Linked DNA regions of Mus musculus: regions 1 and 2 are each linked to region 3. Evidence: chromatin contacts called from public promoter capture Hi-C data. All regions are on one chromosome and are shown on one strand. The core of a region is the stretch at or near the end of the contact, and the rest is flanking DNA. Distances in the headings are between cores, read along the strand shown. Region 1 holds the start of Sowaha (sosondowah ankyrin repeat domain family member A). Region 2 overlaps Hspa4 (heat shock protein 4). Region 3 holds the start of Clk4 (CDC like kinase 4).

Region 1 (3,373 bases), core at 652-3,151, 2.2 Mb after region 3:
AGCTAAAGGTCCTGGAGTGGATCGATGAGAGATTTCGGTGAAGGACGGCAGGCCACCGCGAATCTTGGTCTTTTTTCGGGGAGCCATGGGCGAGGCACCCAAGAACTTGCTGAAGGAACTTGACTTCTTCAAGCCACGAGCCAGGTCCTGGAGCATCAAGTCATCGGCCAGGACGCCCAGAAACGCACTAGTGGTGGAGCTGAGGATGGTGGCGGCTACCTGCACGGGGTGCCGAGACACAAGGCTCCCACTGCCACCACTGGCCGCATCAGGCTCCATCATAGATCGCAGGCCAGGGTCACCCAGTAAACGCCTCAGCGCGTAGGAGGAGCCAGGCCGTAGGTACTGGTAGGCACGCCGGCCGCTGTAGTCGCGGACGTGCACTTGGGCACCCAAGCGCACCACTAGCAGCACAGCAGCATCCTCGTGGCCGTGCAGAGCCGCCAGGTGCAGCGGCGTGTAGCCACCGTGAGAGCGCGCGTTCACGTCCACGGGCGCGCCTCCACGCCGCGCCACCTCCACCAGCTGTAAAGCCATCTCCCGGTCGCCGTTCTTGGCCGCCCAGTGTAGCGCGGTGAAGCCGGACATGAAGTCGCGCTTGGCAGCCAGGCCGCGGTCCCGCAAGAGCAACCCGTGCAGCTGGTGACTCCAACGACCGCTGGCCGTGCGCACCAGCCACTCGTGCTCCGTGGGCTCCAGGGGCACCGCGGGTGACGGTAGCGGCGCGACGGGCATCTCCTCCGTGTCCGGACTCAGCAGGCGCGGACCGGCGCGGGACAGGCGCCTGAGATGCGGGGAACGGCCGGGTCCCAGGTGGAGTCCCAGACCCGACTCCTCTACCGAAAGCCTCCGCAGGAGCATCGGGGAGCCCCGTGGGCTCGGCTCCTCCGAGCGCTGCCGGCGCAGGCCCTGCTCCTCCGCGCGGATCCGCAGCGCCGCGGGGCCAGGAACGACGCAGCGCACCGGCAGCATGCAAGGCTTCTGCGGTGGCACTTGCGCCGTGGGAGGTGCAGGCTCCGGGCCTGGCGACTCTGTGCTCGTCAGGGCCAGCCCCGACGGCACGCTGGCGGGTCGGGCTAGCTCCGAGGACCGAGGTAGCGCCGGATCCTCCGGCCCCCCGGGCTGTGGCGCTGAGCCTGATGGCGCCTCAACCTGGGTGACCTCTGAGGGTAGGGTCTCAGGGGTGTGCTGTAGCTCGGATGGTGCGGACGAGTCCTCCGGCGGTTCTCCTGATCGCTGTGGGGAGTGGGGAGCCCCGGGGGCACAGTTGTCCTCCGCTGGGACAGCAGCGCACTGGGCCAGCGCGGCTGGCACTCCAGGGCTGGAGGGGAGTGGGGCCTCGGGTCCTTCCGGCGGCCGGGGCTTCTTTCTCAGCACCACGAACTTGACCCCATCCAGCTCCTTCACCACGGCCACGTTGTTGACGAACTGCTTGAAGCGGTCCCTACGGGCCGCGCGGCCCCGTGGGTCCCCAGCGTCCAGCAGCGGCTTGAAGCGGCTCAGCAGCTCGGAGTTGCGCACCTGCCCGCCGTGCTCCCGCAGGAAGCCCAACACCGCCGCCTGGCTCACCCCTGCGGCAGCAGCGGCGGCAGCGGCGGCGGCTGCCAGCGCCATTCTCGGTGTCTGCGACTCCGGGGTCGCCCCAGCCGCCCAGCCGGGCTCACCTGGGACTCTGATTTCCGAAACTGGACTGCAGTCACGCCCTCGCCGCCGTGCTGAGAAGTCTCCGGGCGAAGGGCACCTGGGACTCCTATCCTCCGCCTGCGCCAGGCCTGGCCCCCAGACTGGGGGGTAGGTTGCTGCTGAGAGGTCCTGTCCAATGGGCGCCAGGCTCCATGCCCCTGTGCGGCGCTCGGCTTACAGGTGACAGCTGCCACTGGAGGTGCGGAGGGAATGGGAAAGCGGAACCTCTCTGCACTGCCCCCACCAATTAAAGGCGGAATTAAAGGCGCAGCGTTGCTCTTCAGCTCCACTCCCGGTTGCTAGGTGGGTGTGTTCCCTGGGGATGTTGCAGCGTATGGGCGAGGCGTGGGTATTTATTACCTTCAGCACTATTTACCACAAAATAAAAGCAATATTTTACATATATATGTCCTTGCACTGCATATATTGCATCAATACCTCTCCAATGTCTGATGCTTTTTATATAGGGGGAAAAAAACCAACCAGATTTACAAAATTCATAGCAAGAACAGTTCCCTGTGTGGTATTGAGTGCAGGGTACTGGAGGCTCACAAGAGGTTTAGGAAGCAGTTTTCTCATGATAGATAATACTTTTTGAAATGTGGAGCTTTGCGATCTACATATTTTATTATTCGTTGACTTTCTGTCTCTCTGTCTCTCTCTGTCTATCTGTTTCTCTCTCTCTCTCTCTCTCTCTCTCTCTCTCTCTCTCTCTCTCTCTGTGTGTGTGTGTGTGTGTGTTTTGTAGGTCAGAAAGAAGATAACTTGAGACATTGGTTCGGCTTTCCATCATTACATGGGCTCTGGAGTGCAAATTCACATCATCTGGTTTGGTGGCAGGCACCTTTACTCACTGAGCCATTCCAAAAATACCCCCTTTATTTTTGTCTCTATATGAAGTTCAAGTTGGTCTGGAACTTGTGCTGTCACCGCCTCAGTCCTGAGTGCTAGGATTATAGGTGTGTGCCACCATGCTTGCCCAAAATAACCCATTTCATATAGGATTTCAGGAATAAACCCACAGGAAAAAACAAAGAAGGAAAAAATATCAGCAGCAGAAATGACCATTAACATTTTGACATACTTTCTTCTACTATGAATTCATGTGTCTTTTATACTTTAAAAATTAAAAAAAAAAAGCAAAATAGAAACCATATTGAAGTGTTAAGTATGGAACCCAGGGCTTTACAAATGCCAGGATACAGCACCACACCTCCAGCCCATGCTGTTTCTAAAACTTCAGTTATTTCACAAATATTTATTGAGAACATAGCCAGGCCCTTTCAGGCTGTGATACATGTTAGCAGAGATAAACGCTTTGACCTAGCAGAGTTCATTTATCAGGAGGAAACAGAAGTCAGAAAGCTCTGTAATGTGCTATGTGAGCTATAGCATACCCTAGAAATACTATAGAGAACACTATAGTATAGAAATACTATAGAGAACACTATAGTATAGAAATACTATAGAGCATGGAGAAGCTCACCAGGGACAGGGTGGGGGTTTCAGCTGGGCAGTGGTACAGGACAGCATCCATTGTGAAGGTGAACCGAGGGTGTGGGGTAGGGAGTTATGCAGATGAGAAAGAACTTCTTCAGTGAGGGTGGAGGCGGGGTTGCTTGCTTCATTTTTGTTGTTTGTTGTTTCCAACTTTTATTTATGTGTGGTATGTGGTGGGCACAGGCAGACG
Region 2 (3,309 bases), core at 588-3,087, 2.0 Mb after region 3:
AATAATCCATGCAATGACCCAAGATACGTTTTGTTTGTTGGGGGGAAAAATAAAAGAGCCCTTGATAAGACAGGACAGCAACAGAGGGCAAACCTAAAAAGTTCCCTTAAAAGGGGTTAGAGATGTTGGCTCAAGGGTTAACAGTTGCTGCTTTTTCTAGACCCAACATAATGGCATATAACTGCAACTCCAGTTCCAGAAAATCCAAACCCTCTTCTCACCTCTGAAGGAAGGGACCAGGGACGCACATGGTACACCTACATACACACAGGCAAACATTCACATACAGAAAAATAAACCTTTTAAATAGCATTTTAAAAAGTTCTCTTAAAAGGGAAACAAGAATGTAAGGAAAGAAAAAACACTGATAAACAAACCCAAACTGGGCAAGAAAGTAGAAGTAAAGTCAAAAAGGAAGAAAAACCACTCTAAGCACTGCTTCCCAAGGCCTGGGCACAGTGCTTAGCTGGACAATGCTTGTTTAGCATGCATGAAGCCCTGCGCTCCATCCCACTATACTTAGAACAGGATATGGTGGTTCTCAACCTCAACCCTAGCACTCCAGAGTAGCACAGAAAGGAAAAGAGTTCAAAGTCAACAAACAAAATAACCTGTGTCCAAAAAAAAGCAAGCAAAAAAGTTCTTCAGGCAATGGTGGCAACACACCTTTAATCCCTGCACTCCCAAGGCAGAGGCAGGTGGAACTCTGTCAAGCCTGGTCTACAGAGCAGCCAGAGCTACACAGACTTACAAACCCTGATTTAAAAAAAGCCCAAGGAAGCAGCCATGATGTAATGCCAGTACTGGGGAGAAAGACTGGGGAGGTGAAGAGCCGCCTGCATCACAGTGAGTTCCAAGCCAGCTAGGTATACAGAGTGACAACTATGTCACAAAAGTAAAAGGGTCTGGAGCAGAAAAACTATAAAGAACCTAGAAATACGCATTTCAACAAAAAATGCACAAAAGAATATACAAATCCAGAGTCTCTGCCCTGAGACTAGAAGGAACTCCTGAAGACTGCTATCAGGACGGAGCGTCCGTCTCTTTTAGGGGATAACAAAAACATTCTATAATTAGACAGTGGCCAAGAGTAACCACCTTATGAATGCATACAAAACATTGAAGTGTACATTTAAAATGGTAGATTCTTTTATATGAAGTTTACCTCAACAGCCACAAACAACAACAACAACAACAACAACAACAAAAAATAACCAGGAAGTGAAAACAAATTATATATGAACAAAAATTAAGATAGGGAAAGTAACCACAAAGTTTTTAAGAGCAAACAAGCCAGCAGAGACTGTCACATCCCAGAAAGGCAAAGTTCCTCAAGAAAAGCAAAGCTGGAAAACACAAAGAACACTCAACTCCTCCTCAGACAAGCTTACTTTAAGAACAGAGCCAGATGGGGGCTGGGAAGATGGTGCTCCAAAAAGTGGCTTACACACACAAGGAAAGGTTTTAAGCACTACCTCATGAGAACAATTAATTACACTCCTAAGTGCACACCTCAAAGAACTAAAAACACACATTGAAGTATCTCTGTTCAAATCTGCCTGCCTCAATTCTCAAACCATCACTAAACACTGACTATGAATGCACACATTTGCCAGAACAGGTAACGATGCACTGGTGAACACTTCACGAATAAACCTCAAAACTATCATGCACTACACACATGACATACATGCATGGTTCCACTGCTAGGATATGTGCAGAGAATGCAAATAAAATCTGAACCAGACCCAAAGGAGAACTGCTGGCAGACAGACAAACAGACTGACTGACTCTAGGACTTTAGCTACGTAATGACTGTTCCCATTATACACAAGTGATGCTTCATAGCACTGCATGTACTAAGTGTTTACTAACTGGTCACTGTGAAGTGTTTCACTGTATGGTGTGTGAATTTTAGAGATAGGATCTTCCGTGTCCCAGGCTGGCCTGAACCTCATTTGATGGTACATATTCAAGCAGCTGCCTAACTTGAGATATCACATTTACCCAGACAGAAGATTAAATGAAGTGACGCTTTCCCTGTCCCTACCCAGAGCGACAAATCCTTGTCTTTGATTACTGCCAAGGAAATGACACGTTCAGGATAGCCACGTTTCATGAAAACCAAGCCAACCTCAAACTAGGGAGCTAAAATTTGTGTTTCCTTTTAGTGAGTGGTGTGTATGTGTGTGTGTGTGTGTGTGTGTGTGTGTGTGTGTGAGAGAGAGAGAGAGAGAGAGAGAGAGAGGGAGGGAGAGAGACAGAGACAGAGACAGCACACATATGGAGGTTCTCTTCCTCTACCATGGAAATCCTAGGGACTGACCTCAGATACAAGGCTTGACAGTAACCAACTTTACTTGTCAAGTCATCTCTCTAGCCTGATCTTGAACTTCTAAGACTATCAACCTATTATAGGTTGATAGAAACTGAAACCAGGAATTCTAACCAAACACAATACCTACTGAGCCATTATCTCAATTCTCATTCTCTCTCTCTTTTTTTGTTTTTTTTGTTTGTTTTTCAAGATAGGGTTTCTCTGTGTAACTGAGTCCTGGCTGTCCATGGACTCCCTCTGTAGACCAGGCTGGCCTCGAACTCAGAGATTTGTCTGCTTCTGCCTCTTGAGTGCACCCTTCCAAACGACACAGGTTCAATTTCTAACGCCCACTATGCGGCCCTGCTGTCTTTAATTCTAGTGCCAGAGTTCTCCTTCTGGTCTCCAAAGACAAAGTATGCATGTGGCCCAGACATATATGCAGGCAAAGCACCCGTACACATAAAAAATTAACATTAGAAAAACAGCACTTGGGAGGCAGAGGCAAGTGGATTTCTGAGTTCGAGGCCAGCCTGGTCTACAGAGTGAGTTCCAGGACAGCCAGGGCTACACAGGGTACCCTGTCTCAAAAAAAAAAAAAAGAACAGCATGCAGGCAAAACAGAGTCTGAAAACACACACACCTTAACTCTTATAAACAGCATTTGATTAACAAATTTTTAAAACATATTGGCCTCCCCGTCTTTGTCTCTCTCCCTCCCTCCCTCTTCCCCTCCCTCTCCACCCACCCCACCTCTCTTGCACACAGGAGGAGGAGGGAGGCCTCACACTCATTAAAAACAAAGAGGAAAAATTCCAAGCAGGAGAAAAGGGTGAGCTAGGATATACTTGAACACTGGTCAACAATAAATACCATCTCAAATTTTTTAAGGGTCACTCAGGCACACTTCTCCAAACAAGTCATTAGTCTTGCCTGAATTCCACCAGGAGTTCACAGCCAAAAGAACATCTCACTCCCTCATCCAAGCAACA
Region 3 (3,449 bases), core at 210-2,709:
TAAATGTGAAGGGATTCATTGTTTCATAATGGGAGCTTCAGAGACAAATCACCATGAAACGAGCCTTTTCAAGACAGACCCTTTTGGTCTTGCCAAAAGATGGACTCAGAATACTTTTCTCTAACTGATTAAGAAAAAAGTAAGTTGTTTTTTACTTTGTTGCATGAATGGAGGCAGTAAGTATGACAATGAAACCGTAAGCTAGCAAAGTTTGAATGGTATTTTCAGGAGTTAAATTTGTCATTAAAGCAAGGAGCTAAGAATCACCTCTTAGAGTTGTCTAGATTACTAAGACTGTCTATAAAGTGATTGGCATAGAGTATTTAATTAATCTGGTTATGACAGCTCATATTTATGCTTCAAGCTCTTGGAGGAAGGAGATAAGAGATAGGACGACCAGAAGAAGTTCAACCCTACTGGGTTAGACAGTAATTATGGTGTTGGATTCTCAGCAGTTTTGTTTTTTGAGTTTTGATCTCATGTAGCTCAGACTGGCCTTGAACTTGCTATATGGCCCAGGATGACCTAGAATTCCTGATCCTCCTGTTTCTAAATCCTAAATGCTGGGATTACAGGCCTGCACCACAAAAGCCCAGTTCTCTGAAATTAAAAAAGGATATATATTAAGAATTTGTTATGTCGCCAGGCAGTGATAGTGCACGCCTTTAATCCCAGCACTTGGGAGGCAAGAGGCAGGTGAGTTTCTGAGTTCAAGGCCAGCCTGGTCTACCGAGTGAGTTCCAGGACAGCCAGGATTACACAGAGAAACCCTGTCTCGAAAAAAAAACCAAAAAGTCTGACCACAAATGCCCGTTTGTTGAGTAACTGTAGTAGAAAATCATGAGGCTGCCATGGTTGTAACCGGAAGAATACTGTCAGAAGTCTTAGGACAAACCTCCCCATTCCTTTCGATTTGCTGGCTGAGAAGGCGAGGAGGAAGAGAGAGAGGAAGGCAAAGAGAAAGAGAAGGGTAAGCACCTGCTACGCTTGTTTTTAGAGGCATATTCAGGTAAACTTCTCCAAATCCAGTTTAGAGCGGAAGCGCCAGGTGACAGCCATATCCTGGTCACTGAGCTGCCCTAGCTGGGAGCATTCGGGGACTCTGCGCTCTGGTGGCTCTACCTGGAGCTGAGGTTGAGGGGCGACTGGTAGATGGAGTGCGATGAGCTTCCCACTTTAAGCTGATGGGAAAAGGTCAGAGGTTGGCCCTACCCAGCGTGGCCACGCCCAGCAAAACTCTTCGAGAGCCCGACGCGCGCCGCAGACTTAAGGCGGGCTTCCAGGTTCACCTAAGAACAGAAAGAACCTCAGCCTGACAAGCGGACAGAACCTCGTCCTACCCGCGCCTCCAGCGCTGCGCAGCCGCAGTGTGGCTGATCAAGCCCCGCCGTCCCTGACGTCACAGACCCCTCGTCCCCTTGCACGATCTGTGGGCGGGCACGAGGCTTCGTGACGCATGCGCGCTGGCTCGGCGTAGGTGGCGCTGGAGCCACCTGAGGAGGTTGTAGGGTGACGGCGCGGACGCCATTTTGTCGGTGTCTGTCGCAGCGGCTGGAGAGGAACGACGGCGGTTTGGCGACATTTCTCGGCCAAAAGGCCGCTTGCTTTTGCGGAGGTGAGGTGGGCAGTGTCGCGCGGAGCCAGGTGTCTGAGGAGAGAGTGGGCTTTGGGCGTCAGCACCGGGAGGATGCGTCCGCGGGGCTGGCGGGGTGCCTCTCGGCCGGCGGCGACAACACCCGAGCTGCCGCGGTTTCGCCGCTCGAGTCAAGGCCCGCAGGCCCCGGGTTCGCCCGACGGTGCGGTCCGGCAGCTTGGGCCTCGCTCACCTCTTGTCAAGGCCTCGGCCGTCCATCGCAGGAACCAGCGGGGAGACCCTTGGCGGGACGCATCCCCGGTACTAGTGCCGTCCAGAGTCGAAGTCACCCCGACCCCCTACTCACCCCTGTCTGTGGCCTCGGCCGTTTGCATAACCGGAGCCTTTTCCAAAGTCCGCTATTCGCTCTGTTGTTCAGCTCTAAGGGCCCTGGCCAGCTGCCCGGAAGAGGTAGGGCAGGCGCTGCGGCGAGCCAGGCAGCGGCTGGAGTTCACCTCCAGCTTCGAGGATCACACTTGGGAAGGAAGGTTCGTCCTTCATGCCAGGCGGTCACCCCACCCCAAGCCCCCCCTAGATCTGGGTCGCCCCGATTGCCCAGGCATTATGTAGGCCAGGCAGGACTCGAACTCAGGAGATTCTCCTGCCTCTGCCTCCTGAGTGATGGGATTAGAGAGCTGAGTGATGGAATTAGAGAGCGAACATTGCATTTACATTGTGACAGCTCTGTTGCTCAAGTAGCCAACCCTCTAAACCAGTGGACCGATTGTCACCTGGTCTAATGTTAAAGCTGCAGATATTTGGCCTAATTTTGAACACGCACCCGAGGGCCTCTTGTACCCCCACTTAAATGGGAGACTGAAACTTCTAAAACGTGGTGGAGAATAATATTTCTAGTATGAGCGTATACATATGGGTTCCATTGTATCTTTTATTGAAAGGATACAGAGGATTGTAGCATGATTTTTAAGTGTTAGAGATAGTGTAATATTTTGAGGTAGCTTTTCTTTCCTGTGTATGAAAGCTCTCATGAGCTCAGAAATCTTTTACTTTGCCTCCTAAGTAAATATTTCTTTGTTGGTTGTTTGAAACAAGGTCTCGCTGTGCAGACCAGGCTGTCCTTGAAGTCTCTCAGAACTCCACCTGCCTCTGCCTCTAGGGTGGCACGTGTCACCACACCTGCCTAAAAACAAAGTATTTCCGAACTCGGCCAGAGATCAGAGGAGGGATGGGGAATGTTAGTCGGGGCCTATTGGGACAAGGACCCACTGATAGGTGGGTTTGCATATTAGTCACTTGAGAAGTTGAGATTTGTCCTGTGAGAGGTAAACTGGCTGTAGCGATGTGAAGTGGAGGGGGAGGGGGTAACTTGAAGCAAGCAACCAAGACTTGTGAAACCCTAATGGCCAGTCACAAGGATGAGTCATCAGAAGCTGTACACTGGGCTGCTGTGTTTTGAGAGTGCTTAGCCTGTAGCCCGGTGGCTTGGGATTCAGAATTTAATTCCCTCCCCTCACCCCCTCTAAAGAGAAAAAAAAAAAGCCTTAATCAAACTAAAACCTTAAATACAATTTTGATAATAGGAGGAATATGTCAGCAGAACTCCAGTGGAAATAGGAAGATGAGTGTTTCTCTAAAGCTTGAGTTTGGGCTTTTGTCTCCAGCAAGTTTGCAGTGTTGTCTGTTTTACTTCACCATATTAAAATGACTATATCGAAAGGAATGCTTGGCTTACTAACTTTTTTTTTAACCAAGGTACCTATCAAGAATTTAGGATTTGTGTGTGTGTGTGTGTGTGTGTGTGTGTGTGTGGTTTAATCCATGCTTTCTCATTTTTGACTGAGCAAGAGAAGCCACA

The links. Promoter capture Hi-C pulls out the DNA fragments that hold promoters and counts their contacts.
Region 1: a contact with region 3 is called in a promoter capture Hi-C map of liver, with 2.3 times the contacts expected there. The contact joins the promoter of Sowaha here to the promoter of Clk4 in region 3. A contact is called at or near these places in 1 of 39 promoter capture datasets (liver) and 1 of 115 datasets of contacts at active chromatin or transcription factors (astrocytes).
Region 2: a promoter capture Hi-C map of the C10 cell line shows a contact between it and region 3, with 7 times the contacts expected there. The contact joins the enhancer-like site here to the promoter of Clk4 in region 3. A contact is called at or near these places in 2 of 39 promoter capture datasets (the C10 cell line and liver), 6 of 484 Hi-C or Micro-C datasets (CD4 T cells, CD8 T cells, Th1 cells and 3 more), 1 of 115 datasets of contacts at active chromatin or transcription factors (large pre-B cells) and 2 of 9 other capture datasets (adipose tissue and liver).

The regions. Positions count from the first base shown.
Region 1 is chr11:53,478,294-53,481,666 of GRCm38.p6, forward strand. It overlaps Sowaha (sosondowah ankyrin repeat domain family member A), which reads right to left and starts at 1,902. Exons shown (of 1, transcript NM_183173.2): 1 at 1-1,902. The coding sequence starts at 1,614.
Region 2 is chr11:53,276,739-53,280,047 of GRCm38.p6, forward strand. All of the region lies in intron 7 of Hspa4 (heat shock protein 4), which reads right to left. Among named protein-coding and RNA genes, the nearest start is that of Hspa4, 22 kb to the right of the region's middle. Within about 2 kb of position 1,838, at least 7 of the 459 cell types and tissues checked have an H3K27ac peak or open chromatin away from gene starts, as enhancers often do. A contact at or near this core is called in adipose tissue, where this site is marked.
Region 3 is chr11:51,261,655-51,265,103 of GRCm38.p6, forward strand. It overlaps Clk4 (CDC like kinase 4), which reads left to right and starts at 1,460. Exons shown (of 13, transcript NM_007714.6): 1 at 1,460-1,615. BC049762 (cDNA sequence BC049762) reads right to left here and starts at 1,350. Exons shown (of 3, transcript NM_001382322.1): 1 at 979-1,350. The coding sequence starts at 1,003.